Regions from separate parts of the Mus musculus genome. Here regions 1, 2 and 4 are each linked to region 3. The links are chromatin contacts, called in public Hi-C and promoter capture Hi-C maps. All regions are on one chromosome and are shown on one strand. The core of a region is the stretch at or near the end of the contact, and the rest is flanking DNA. Distances in the headings are between cores, read along the strand shown.

What was found. Promoter capture Hi-C pulls out the DNA fragments that hold promoters and counts their contacts. Hi-C and Micro-C count contacts between places; a contact is called where the count stands out from the background.
Region 1: a contact with region 3 is called in a promoter capture Hi-C map of neural stem cells. The contact joins the promoter of Bcdin3d here to the promoter of C330013E15Rik in region 3. A contact is called at or near these places in 1 of 39 promoter capture datasets (neural stem cells) and 1 of 115 datasets of contacts at active chromatin or transcription factors (embryonic stem cells).
Region 2: a contact with region 3 is called in a Hi-C map of B cells, with 6 read pairs. The contact joins the promoter of Prr13 here to the promoter of C330013E15Rik in region 3. A contact is called at or near these places in 1 of 39 promoter capture datasets (cranial neural crest) and 1 of 484 Hi-C or Micro-C datasets (B cells).
Region 4: a contact with region 3 is called in a promoter capture Hi-C map of embryonic stem cells, with 3 times the contacts expected there. The contact joins the promoter of Prpf40b here to the promoter of C330013E15Rik in region 3. A contact is called at or near these places in 2 of 39 promoter capture datasets (embryonic stem cells and liver).

The regions. Positions count from the first base shown.
Region 1 is chr15:99,473,306-99,476,344 of GRCm38.p6, reverse strand. Bcdin3d (BCDIN3 domain containing) reads left to right here and starts at 1,615. Exons shown (of 2, transcript NM_029236.2): 1 at 1,615-1,889. The coding sequence starts at 1,653.
Region 2 is chr15:102,457,904-102,460,778 of GRCm38.p6, reverse strand. Prr13 (proline rich 13) reads right to left here and starts at 1,609. Exons shown (of 4, transcript NM_001170911.1): 1 at 1,524-1,609; 2 at 633-671; 3 at 60-409. The coding sequence starts at 651.
Region 3 is chr15:100,613,755-100,616,824 of GRCm38.p6, reverse strand. C330013E15Rik (RIKEN cDNA C330013E15 gene) reads left to right here and starts at 1,715. Exons shown (of 2, transcript NR_045701.1): 1 at 1,715-2,041; 2 at 2,135-2,685. Dazap2 (DAZ associated protein 2) reads right to left here and starts at 1,163. Exons shown (of 4, transcript NM_011873.2): 1 at 1,101-1,163. The coding sequence starts at 1,113.
Region 4 is chr15:99,293,571-99,296,657 of GRCm38.p6, reverse strand. It overlaps Prpf40b (pre-mRNA processing factor 40B), which reads right to left and starts at 1,420. Exons shown (of 26, transcript NM_001370635.1): 1 at 1,230-1,420. It also overlaps a transcript of Fam186b not described here.

The DNA.
Region 1 (3,039 bases), core at 366-2,865, 1.1 Mb after region 3:
AACCAGGACTACTGCACGATCTTGTCAAAAAGTTAAGCCAAAACACATTTGTGGAGGTGGGGGGGGGGGGTGGTGTCCCTAGAGACCTGTTGGAACCCTGTCGGTCCTTGTATAGATGCTTCAGTCTCTTATAAAGTTTAGCAAATTTTTGGCTTAGTAAGCTGGGAGGTCTCCATAAAATGGGCTGGTCAGAACACAGTGCCATGGGTTGATTCTAACAGGCTGGGCTCTCCTTACCTCTAAACCGAACTTACTGCTTAGGCCATGTGGTGGTTTGAATAAAAATGGCCCCCATAGGCTCATATGTCTGAATAGTCACCAGAGGGTGGGACTCTTTGAAAGGATTAGGAGGTGTGGCCTTGTAGGAGGAAGTTTGTCACCTGAGGTGGGTTTTGAGGTTTCAGAAGCCCAGGCTAAGCCTGGACTCTCTTTTTGCCTATGGATCAGGGTCTAGCTCTCAGCTACTGCTTCCCACCATGATGATAATGGACTAAACCTCTGAAACTGTAGCAAGCCTCCAATTATTTTTTTAATGAGTTGCCATGGTTACCTGTCTCTCCACAGCAATAGAACAGAGACTAAGGGAGGCTGACTCCTCAGTCTCTCTCCTCACCAGCTTTCCCCACCCCAGACCACATTTAAAAAGCTTTTAAAGTATTACTATTTCCTAGCGTGTGTACACGTGTGTAGAGTCCAGAGGCGGATGGCAGGCATCTTCTTCGATCATTTCCCACCTTATCTTTTGAGACAGAATCTCTCAGTGGGCCTGGAGCACACACCAACGCAGCTAGGCTGGCTAGCCGGCAAACTTCAGAGATCTGCTAGTCTGGGATTACAGGCATACACCATTACACCCTGCTTTTTATGTGGGTGTTTGGGATCCGAACTCAGGTCCACGAGCTTACCCAGCAAGCATTTCCTGATTGAACCATTTTTACAGAGTTCGGCCCACTTTTGGTCTTAAGTTTATCTCAACACATCTCTTTCAATTTAACTCTGTTCTCCCATTTTCTTTCTTCCCCCAAACAGATACGGCTTAGTCACTTGCATCTTGTACAGTTTTCATTCAACAAGTATTTACTGAACAACCGTGCGCCAGGATTTATGATAAATATAGGAGGTTCACAGCTGAAAAGTATCAATGTAGCAACTCCATCCTCTGGAATGAAGTCTATAGTTACTATGTCTGTCGGTCCCCTTGTGGCACCTTAAGTGTTCTAGAGCTTCCAGCTACGTTTTCTAAACCAGGCTCAAGTTCCTGTGTCAGTGCATTGTTGTGTGACCCCGTCACAGGCCCCACACACACACATACTCCCCAGACAAGGAATCCCCCTTCCTTACAGCTCACTTTGTGTATCTGAAAAGAAAGAAACTTGGACCAACTTCACTTTCAAGACCCCCACAAACTCCTTGCTTTGGTCAGTGGCCCAAGGTTCAACTCAAGTTGGGCAAGTCCGTTAAGTAAGAGGGGACGATCACGGCCTCCAATAGGATACCGAAAGCCCCGACTAGGCACTGGGGTCTTCTCACCTACCTAAACTCACCTTCTTTCAGACCTCTACCCTAGGCGCATGCGCGCTGGCGCTGCGCTCGCCCCCTCCCTCCGCGGGCTCCAGACTTCCGGTTCCGCCCCAACCGAGGGACAGAGCGTGATGGCCGCAGACGGGACATTGTCAAGAGGGGGCGTTGGAGAGGCTGTGGAGGAAGAGCATCCGGGGGCTCTGGAACCCGGGGCCGCCCCGTTCGGAAATTTCCCTCATTATTCCCGCTTCCACCCTCCCGAGCAAAGGCTCCGCCTTCTGCCCCCGGAGCTTCTTCGGCAGCTCTTCCCTCCCGAGGGTCCCGAGAAGAGGCCGATCCTAGGGCTCGACGTGGGGTGTAACTCCGGGGTGAGTGACGCGGCAGGGATCGGAGCGCCGGGAGCCCAGCGATGGTCAGCCTCCGCGTCCTCCGTGGTGCTGGCCTGGGCGTGGCATCAAAACTCAAAGCCCAGAGTGGGCTTTTAAAGTATAGCCTTGACAGACACGTGCACGTCCCAGCCCTCCCTTTGGGGCCCCACGGCCGAGTGAGGAATTTTGAGCAATCCACAACTCATTCCAAAAATTCCCGCCAGACCGCTGGGGAGGAGGACCGTCTGATCTGGACTTCCGGCGTTTGCCTCCTCTCTTGCTTTGCTGGTCTTCTTGGCTGGGGAACGGGGATCCCCTTCCCTTCCCCCCCCCAAAAAATCTGGGAATCCTGATTCCTAAAAGATAAGAGCCAGGGTGACGTAATCACGGCTGAAACTTAAGGCTGTAGATATACAGTGCAAGACAGACCTGGAGCCAGATCCTTATTTACTTGTGCTAACAGAGTACAACGGTGAACAGTAGAGAGGGATCAAGAAAGAAAATAGATCATCCGGCCAGAGGAGGAAGCCTTAACCACCTTTCCCACCGCAGAGTGTTTTCAGACATGTAATGATTAGAGTCAAACCGCAGCAAAAATAAGGAAATAACAGTCTCGCCTATTTGTAGCTAGTTAGTGGATGTCCCAGTGAAGCGGGCAGTTTTATCCAACATTACAAATGGTTAGGACCCTCCGCCATTCGCTCCACATTCCATCACCAGAGTCCAGGGATAGACCTTTTGCCCACGTGTAATTCTAGCTCTCAGAAGACAAGCATTCCCACAAGTCTGAAGCTAGCCTAGGCTACTAAGACCATGTTTCCAAAAACGACAAAAAAGAGACATTGGTGGGTGGTGAAGACCTTTGAGGGTCTCAGTTGAGGAGAGCTTTTGGTTATAGACTACAGTAACCAGCTGGGTGTGTGTCCCTGTAAACGTGTCACCGTGGTATAGGAAACCAGCAGAAAAACAGAAAAGAAAAACATTTTTAAAAAAAAGATTTTAAAATTGTAAACAGTATATACAGAGCCACAGTAGAAAGGACACGGTTGCAATTGACTAAGGCAGTTGTTCTCAAGTTTACTTTTGAACATTTATTTATTTACGCATTTATCCACTCATTTTTGTTTTACACAAGTTCTCTCTGCCCTCA
Region 2 (2,875 bases), core at 360-2,859, 1.8 Mb before region 3:
TCACCCCTGGTCCCTCTGAACGGAGCTCCTTCCCCAGCCAGGCTCCAGATGACACTGACCTTCCCGTGCTTGTGATGCTTGTGCGACTTCTTATGAGCTTTCTTCATTTTCTTCCGAGTCTTCTTGTCTATCACGATTCCGGGACCCACCATGCCAGGAGCCGGAGGATTCACGGGGCACATGCCAGGAGCAGGTGGTGGGTATGGGGGAGGGTAGGGACCTGAGGGTTGGTATCCTGGACACCCTGGTTGTGGTACAGGATAAGGGGGACGACACGGAGGGAAAGCTGGGTTTCCCTGGGGAATTCCGGGAGGACAGGGGCCAGGGGGAAAGGCAGGATTGAGAGGTGGTGGACAGGCAGGATTGGAACCTCCTGGGCACACAACTTGGGGTGGATATGGATTCGGTCCTGGAAGAAGAATCCGAGAATAAAGATTAGAACTGTCCGGAACCTCTATCAACACATAATACAAATCACTACCGTTCTTAAGCCTTATGGAAAGGCAGAACTTGGTAACTAGCAGTGGTCCGGTGGCTTTGCTTTTGCTTGGGGCTGCGGGGATAGATAGAAACTTCCTGTTTCATTGCAAAATGGGCTGGGGCAGGTCAGAGGAGAGCCCCCAGGAACTTACCAGCATTAGGATTCCACATGTCGAGATGTTAGCTCAAGCCTAGGAAGTAAACCAGGCAAAGTCTGAAGGTTCCAGGAAGGGAGGAGGATTTTCGAGAACCCGAGCCCCACCCTACAGCCTCCACCCTACCAAGACTCTCACAGATAAACCTCCACTTAAAAATGGGCTGCACTCTGGAAACAGAGGCAGGTGGATCTCTGAGTTCCAGACCAGCCTGGTCGAAAAAGAGTTACAGGACAGCTAGAGCTACCCTGTGTCAAACCCAAAACAAAAGGAAATGAAAAAAAGTTCCCTGCTGGGCGTGGGGGTGCACACCTTTAATACCAGCACTTGGGAGGCAGAGGCAGGCGAATGAGGCCAGCCTGGTCTACAAAGTAAGTTCCAGGACAGCTGGAGCTATACAGAGAAACCCTGTCTCGAAATAACAAAAACAAACAAACAAACAAAAACAAAACAAAAAAAAAAGTTCCCTTTTTCTTTCCCGCATCCTCATAGCCTACTCTAGCCCAGGATTTAAATCACAGGAACTCTCTTCCCAGGGCCCCTCCCACTTTCACTATCTCACCTGGATGGAGAAGTCTCATTTCCCTCTCCCTGGAAAGGGACCGGAGGCCTTTAAGCATCCGTAGTGTGAGATGGGACCTAAACTCCCTGCTCGCCCCGGGGGCACCCCTGAAGTGAAGCTAAAATAAACAAATAAATAAAAATAAATAAATAAACAAACAAATAATCCCATCCTGAATATCAAGAAAGACACTCCAGGTCCCAAAACTCTTAGAACACACACACAACCCCCAAAGAGCAAATGGAGTTCTTAGTTCTCAGGAATAAATGGATCCCTGGCCCAGCTAAGAGGAGAGATGGAATTTGGGAGGCCAGATGCCCTGTCACCTTCCCAGATCGCCAGCCCGCTCCTGTCCTCCTTCTCAGTCTGGGTTCGCACTTCCTGGTCACTCCTATTCATTCTATACTTCCGCACCGCCCCTGTGACCTAGTTAATAATTATGTGATCACTTTGACACGATGATTGGAGAACTGACTTGTCAATCGCTGTGGTCCAACTAAACAAGGAGGAAACCGTTGCGCTGGCCGCCAGGCGGAGCCTTAGGGAGAAAACATTGCGTTGTGAAATACATACAGGTGAAATACGGAGACGCAGCGGAAATGCTCCTTAGGGCGGGACCGAGGCGGGGTCAGCTCCAAGCAAGGACCTGAGCCAACGAGATAAACTCTCACTGTTTTTTTTTGTTGTTGTTTTGCTTAAATTTTAAGATTTTTTTTTTTAATGTGTATGAGTGTTTTGCCTCAGTGTATGTGCACCAAGTGCCTGCTTGATGGGTAGACTTGTCTGTAACCTAGCATTTTGGAAATGGAGGAAGAGAATCAGAATTTAAAGACAATATTAGCTTCTTAGGGAACCCTACATAAAACCTCAGAGAGAGCTCTGTCATGATGGCACAACACCTTTAGTCCCTGAACTCAGGAGGCAGAGGCAGGTGAATCTCTGAGTTTGAAACCAGCATGGTCTGCATAGTGAGTTCCAAGACAGCCAGAGCCACACAGACCAGCCCTGTCTCTGACTCGGAAAATAACAACAAAAACAAACAAACAAAAAAAGGCCTCAGAGAACAAAAGGAGGAAGTTCTGCTGAGTCCCAGCCCTGGGCTTCAATGTTGCCAGCTGCTAGAACCACAGCCTGTGGTTCTTTTTTTGTAGAAAGATAAGAGACAGGGTTTCAATGTGTTCAGCAGATGGTGCAGTTATAGTTTCATGTCATTGTTCTGGGTAACTAAGTGAATTCATTTTTGGTTTTGATGTTTTTGAGACAATCTACCAGTATGACTTGGGTTGACTTTGGATGAAAAGCAGTCATCCCATATCTCTCTCTCTCTCTCTCTCTCTCTCTCTCTCTCTCTCTCTCGGGTGCTAGAAAAACAAAAGCAAGCCACAACTCTCAGAATTTTTTTTTTTTGGTTTTTCGAGACAGAGTTTCTCTGTATAGCCCTGGCTGTCCTGGAACTCACTTTGTAGACCAGGCTGGCCTCGAACTCAGAAATCCACCTGCCTCTGCCTCCCGAGTGCTAGGGTTAAAGGTGTGGGCCACCAAGCCCAGCTAACCCCAGCACTTTGCAGATAGGGCTTACAGGATCCTGAGTTCAAGGTCACCCTTGGCAACACAGAGAGTTTTAGGTCATCCTGCGCTACATGAGACCCTGTTCATAGATAAAATGATGAATAAATCA
Region 3 (3,070 bases), core at 466-2,965:
GTGCTGCTCTTCCTGAGGACCCCAGTTCTATTCCCAGCACCCACATATGACACAACCTCCTTTCAACGCTACCTTCTGCCTTGGTGGGCACCTACACTCACACTCACAGACACTTACACAGGCAGAGGCAGGCACACTTTGAATAAAAACAAGTTTGTAAGCAGAGCTACTAGACGGGCCAGGGTGCACAGGGTGGGGAGCAAGCAGAAGAGCTGCAAATAAGGCTGCCTTATTTCTTAGAGCCAGGAAAATAAGGATGGTCTCGGCACCCTCGCGCCCGAAGGTGCTGGCTTCTGACTGGGCAGAAGGCGCCGTTCCCACTAGCATACTGATTGATGGAGGCTAACTTGGCCATGTTCCCTTTCGAATAGAGGGCAGGTCTGAGGACCCGTTCCGGGGTCTCCGGACTGCTGGTGTCTTAGGGGACTCCTCTGGGTGATCTCCCCCGGGCTGTGCTGTAACCAGTCCTGACTCTGTGGGACCCACGGTTCTCAGTGTTTACCTCACGGGTTCCTAGTCAAGGTCGACCTCCAAAGAGTGAGTGACTGGAAGTTAACCGTGAGAAGGGCGGCGGGTGGAGGGGTGGGGAACGCGACCATGTTCTCACAAACATTAGCAACGCACAGGGGCGGCTACGAGTCCGGGCCCCGAGGAGGAAGCGCCAGAAGTCCCCGGCGGGCGAGAACGGGTCCTCGAGGGCCTGGGCCGTGCAGCGGAGCCGGCACCTCAGCAGTTAAGCTCGGCCGAGGCCTGTTGTTCCGAGGCGCGGCGCCCCGCCTCCGCCCGCCCTCCATTGGCTTCCCCAAATCCCTGCTCTAGCTCGCCATTCGCTCCAGCCGCTGTCCGTCACGGAAAAGCCCCCCCACCCCACACACAGGAGCCCGCGGCTCCAAACTGCGCCACACGGTTTATGGGGTCGGGGCCCAGAGGGCCGAGCGGCTGCGTTGTGGGGGTGGAGGGGGGCGGCCACGTCAGGTGCGGCCGCGCTGTGCGGCCCGCTGAAGAGAGCCGCACAGACCGCCCCAGGCCCGACGTCCCCCAGCCCGCTCGACCCGAACCCGCCCGCTTCCCCGACGGCCCCCGCCACTTCCCGGCCTTGCCTTTGCTGTTCATGGTGGCTCTGAGTCCGCTCCCACTCGGCGTCGCGGACGGTTATTTTTCTCGTCCTCTTCCTGTTCGGAGTCACTTCCGTGTCACGTGACGTTCGTCCACTCTGCGTCAGGAGATGCCCGAGTGCGCCGCCGCCGGAAACCCCGCCCCCTCGCAGGCCGGCCAGTCGCGGCAAGGAGGGCGCTCGCGGCCCTGCTCTGCTCGGAAGCCCCGCCCTCCCCGCGCGCTCTGCCCTCACGGCGCGCGCCTCCTCTGGGCTCGGCCCCGCCCCTCCCTGCGCGGCTTCGCCCTCACCGCGCGCTTTGCCCTCACTAATTGCCCCGCCCTCCCTGCGAGGCCCCGCCCTCCTCGCTCTCCCCGCGTTCCTTGCTCTCTCTGCGCGGCCCCGCCCTCACCGCGGTCCTTGCTCTCACCGTGCGCCCCGCCCTTATCACGAGCCACTCCTTCCCGCGCGGCCCCGCCCTCACCGCACCGCTAGCCCCGCCTCCCTGAACGCTCCGCCTTCACCGCGGGCTCCTCCTTTCTGCGCGGCCCCGCCCTCCCTGCGCGACCCCTCCCTCACCGCGCGCTCCTCCTTTCTGCGCGGCCCCGCCCTAAAGAAAGCGGAGTCAGCTCATCTCAGGGCGACTTCCTCACTGTGAGTCGCCTCTGCTCACCAAATTCAGGTGTGAACACAGGCTGTCACGACTCCACAGTGCCTGCGAGACGCAGCCCAGACCTCAGACCTTAGCCTGTCCGCCGTTCTGGTCCTTCCAGGCCTCTTGTTGAGGGCCCAGCGCCTGGCTTCGTGCTCGGAGATGGACCGTGTCCCCGCGCCCCGCCCCCTGTCCTGAGATAGACCGTGCCCCAGCACAAGCTGAGGGGACGCAGCCAGCACCTGCACCCTGGCCTGGCACGTCCTACGGGGACCTGAAAACTCCCTACAGATGTTGTGAGTGGTTTAGCCCGCGCTCAGTTGTCCAGAAGAGTAGCGACGACGTCTCTTAGGACAGTGATCACATTTTTTCCCGTTTCCTCGTTCCAGAATATCTGCTGAGCAACCGAACGCGCTCTCATAGATGCACAGAGGAACCGACCGCCGCAGCTGTCTGCAGAAGTTCGTGTTGTGCGTGGTCAAGTAGATGGGCAGGCTTTGGAGGGAGAGGTCCTTGGTGAACGGACTCCTGATTCGTCCGACACCGAAGGCCTTGCTTGTGTGTCAGGTGTCTATTTAACAGTTTGCGTGGCGTCCTGTAAATGCAGTTTCGTCCAGTCGGCAAGCACAGCAGCCTGAGAGGCTGATCTAGTTCAGCCTGGGGACCTGCGCATGAGTGTCATGGGTTCACGCCGACACACATATAAAAATAAACATTCGAGAAGAAAAGAAAAACTGATCTAAAGGACAGGTTACAGACTTGAGTTTTGTGTTCGGCCTCCCAGGTTCCGGGTCAGTATTTCCATTTTGGTTTCCTGTCAGCACACAGAGCATCCCCTAACTAGGCTGCGCTAACTAAAGGATGTTAGGGAACTCTCTTGGGTATTTTTTAAGTTCCCATTAAGTATTTATATTAATTTGATTTGGATTAAATCAGTATCATAAAGACTGTGGTATTTACATTTCCTTGACTAAAGCAAAGTATCCATAGACATATGAAATAAAAACAATAGTAGCAACAACATAAATTTAAAAAGTCAGATGCTGCTATGGGGTAACCATTCCAAGGACCACTGTCTTATGAAGAAAAGGTTAATTCAATATCCAGGCCCTCCTAGGGCTGACTCCTGAACGTGATAGCTGCTCTCGGCTTGGTCGATCGCTCCTATGCTAGGTGCCTGATACTTTGCTTAATATCCTGAACCCAAGGCCTGGGGATGCAGGAGCACCCCGCGGGAAATGGGGAGCTGCAGGCCGCTGCTGTTTCCACCAGGTGGAGCTAAGTAGCAGCTGGCTCCAGTCCCGGACAGCAGGGCGCATCGGTGT
Region 4 (3,087 bases), core at 171-2,670, 1.3 Mb after region 3:
GTGATCCTAGGTAGGCCTGGACTGACTTATTCACCAAAGGAACTGTAAGAAAATGAAGGCTAAGAGGCATATTTCTCAAAGAGAGGCAGCCATCATCAAAAAGAAACGGGGTTGGCAGAGTAGTTCAGCACTACAGTTCTTGCCGGCATTAACAAGGCCCTAGGTTCAATGCAGAGCGCTGCAAAGAACAGCTGAGCTCTAGCACCCTGTTGTCTCCACTGACCTGCAGAGCCCAAATAGGTCCAGCCCCTCCCCCACCTACTTCCTAGCCTCTACTCTGGTGTGTAAGCCCTAGCATTTCTTCTGCTCCCCACAAAGAGCCTAGAGATCTTTCTAGAATACAACATTTTGCTTCTGATCCTCCATCACCTCTTCACTCTCCCGAAGAAACAGAATGTTGTTACTTCTGGTTCTCATCGTTTTTGAACTTCCAGGGTTCAACTTCCTCTATTTATAGAGTTCTCCCATTTCTCCAACGGGATTCCCAAGGCCCAGGCCTGCCAGGACCCAGCCTTGCAAGCTTTAAATCTCTTATCCGTAAATCCCGAGAAATTTTCCCCAGTCAAGCTGAAGGTCTCCACTCCAACATCCTCCTGCTTGACGCATCCTAGAACCCCTTCGCCTGAATTCCCTCCTCAAATCCCGCCCCCTTCTGCAACGGATGGAGAGTCCGTTTATCATACTGCCCATTTTCCTTTTTAAAAGTCAATGGGAAATTCAAGGCCCAGAGAAAGGTAGTGACTTGCCCAAGGTCACACAGAGTTACCACAGTCTGTCTGAAGGCAGAGCCAGGGTTGGGACCCAGGGGCCTCTGCTCCTCCGTTTCTTGGACTACTCCGGTTCTGAGGTGGAAACCAGGAGCATCTCTTTCCTCAGAAGTCCCTCCTAACCTCGGGAGACAGGTTTTGAGAACGGATGGGTAAGGAAGGGTGTCCCCTAAGGTCCAAAGGGGCACCTGGGGCTTCCAAAAGGCACAAGCCTGGGTCTGGGGGAGGGGCACGGGCCACGCCAAATAGCCTAGGATTGGCAACTGGTTTCCATCGCCTGCCCTCCCTTCGCCCCCGACCTTTCTCCACAGACCCACCGTTCACTTCATCCCTTCCTCCTCCTCACACAGCGCCTAGGCTCTCCGTCCCCTCAGCCCCCGGTCGCACCCGCCCCCCCGCCCCCCGCCATGCACCATAATGGCCTCCCCGCCCCTTCTACCCTCACTCCCCGCCCCCACCTACCTACAGGGCTTCTTTTCCTCACCCCTCGGTCCCCTCGCCCTCCCTCAGGGTCCCGGGTGCCCCGGCGGCCCTCCCGCCTCCCCGGCTCGAGCCCGGGCCGCAGGGGGCGCTGTGAGACAGCCCCGGGCCTCTCCACCCCCGCGCGGGGACGTTACCATGCCAGAGCCTCAGAGCAGCTGGGCCGGCTCGGCCCACTCGCCAGTAAAAACAGCTCTGATTGGCCGGGCTTCGGCCGGGAGGGCGGGGCCAGTGGGGGGGTCGCACCCCTTCGTGGCCGGGGCTCCGGTTGCTCTCGCCGAGGAGCGGAGCCCCCAACCGGCCCGGTGTGCCCGGCCCGGCTCCGCCCCCGGCCCGGAGCGCCAGGCCCCGCCCCCACGTGCGCAGAATCCTGGGACCGCCCCCTGGGGCGGGGCGCGCCTGGGCCCACCCCCGGGGGCGGAGCGCGCCTGGGCGGGCCTGGGACTGACCGCGCGCTGGCTGCGCAGGGCGGCGTGGCTCTCCCGGCTCACAGCCCCCTTCTTGCCCGCGACTCCGCGGCCACCACCCAGACCGGACCGAGCCATTAATTTCTCCCGCGCAGAGGGCACTACAGCGGTTCACAGAGCGGCTCTTTTCCCTGCGTATTTTCTTTAGTTTTAATTTTTTGTTGTTGTTGGTTTTTTTCGAGACATGGTTTCTCTGTGTAGCCCTGGCTGTCCTGGAACTCACCAGGCTGGCCTCGAACTCAGAAATCCGCCTGCCTCTGCCTCCCGAGTGCTGGGATTAAAGGCGTGCGCTACCACGCCCGGCTTTAGTTTTAATTTCTTAATTCAAGAACTATTAATTAAACTCCTGTGCCAGCAGCCGTATGTGTCGGGCAAAGCCGACAAATCCCCTAAATGAGTGCGTACGTGCCTCTCGCTTAGCGCTGGGTTACTTTCAGAATCTGCCTCTGTAACATCTACAGTGAGAGATAAACGTTCAGTTATGTAGATAAGGGAACTCGAAGCTACTTAATGGGCATGCATGCTCAAGTTCTTGGGCTAGTACAGCTGGCCCTGGTTGGAGGCATTGCACCTCTTTACCCCTCCAAAGCCGGGGTAAAGACCAAGACGTTGCCTGTTTCCTTCTGTAGGTTTCTGAACCTGACTCAGGAAAACACCTCTTTATGTCTATAGACAATTTGGCTTTATCAATAGTTGTATTAAAAGTTCTTATATTCATTCTTCAAGCCAGCACTGAGTTGTAGAGGCAGACAGATCCCTGGGGCTCAGCGGCTAGCCGAACTAGCCTACATTGTGTTTTCTGACTAGTGAGAGACCTGATCTTTAAAATGATGTCCCAGGACGTCATGAAAAGCCGGACATGAGGGGAAGAAACCCTTTCCCCTGAGATCTAATTTGTCTTTCTTGAAGTGATCTCAAATAACAAATCCATGATGCACTTTAAATCTAATGTATGTCAGGTGGTAGTGGGTGTACCCCTTTAATCGAGCATTTGGAAAGCAGAAGCAGGCAAATCTCTGAGTTCGAGGCCAACTTGGTCTATACAGCAAGTTCGAGGACAGCCAGGAATACACAGGGAAATGTGTAGCCCAAAGAAGCCCTGTATCAAAACAAAACAAAACAAAACAAAACAACAAAAACAAAATAAAACCAAAACCGAGCTTAAAAAAAAATCTAAAGTCTCTTCTTTCCCTTATGTTTTCTTGCTTTTATTTTATTTATTTATCGGGGGGCGGAGGGGGACACATGTGTGCTCACTGCACCCATGTGGGAACCAGAGGACAACTTTCTGGGGTCACTTCTCTCTTTCCACAATTTGGGTCCTGGGGATTTAATCAGGTTATCAGGACTGATGGCAATTGTCTTTACCCACT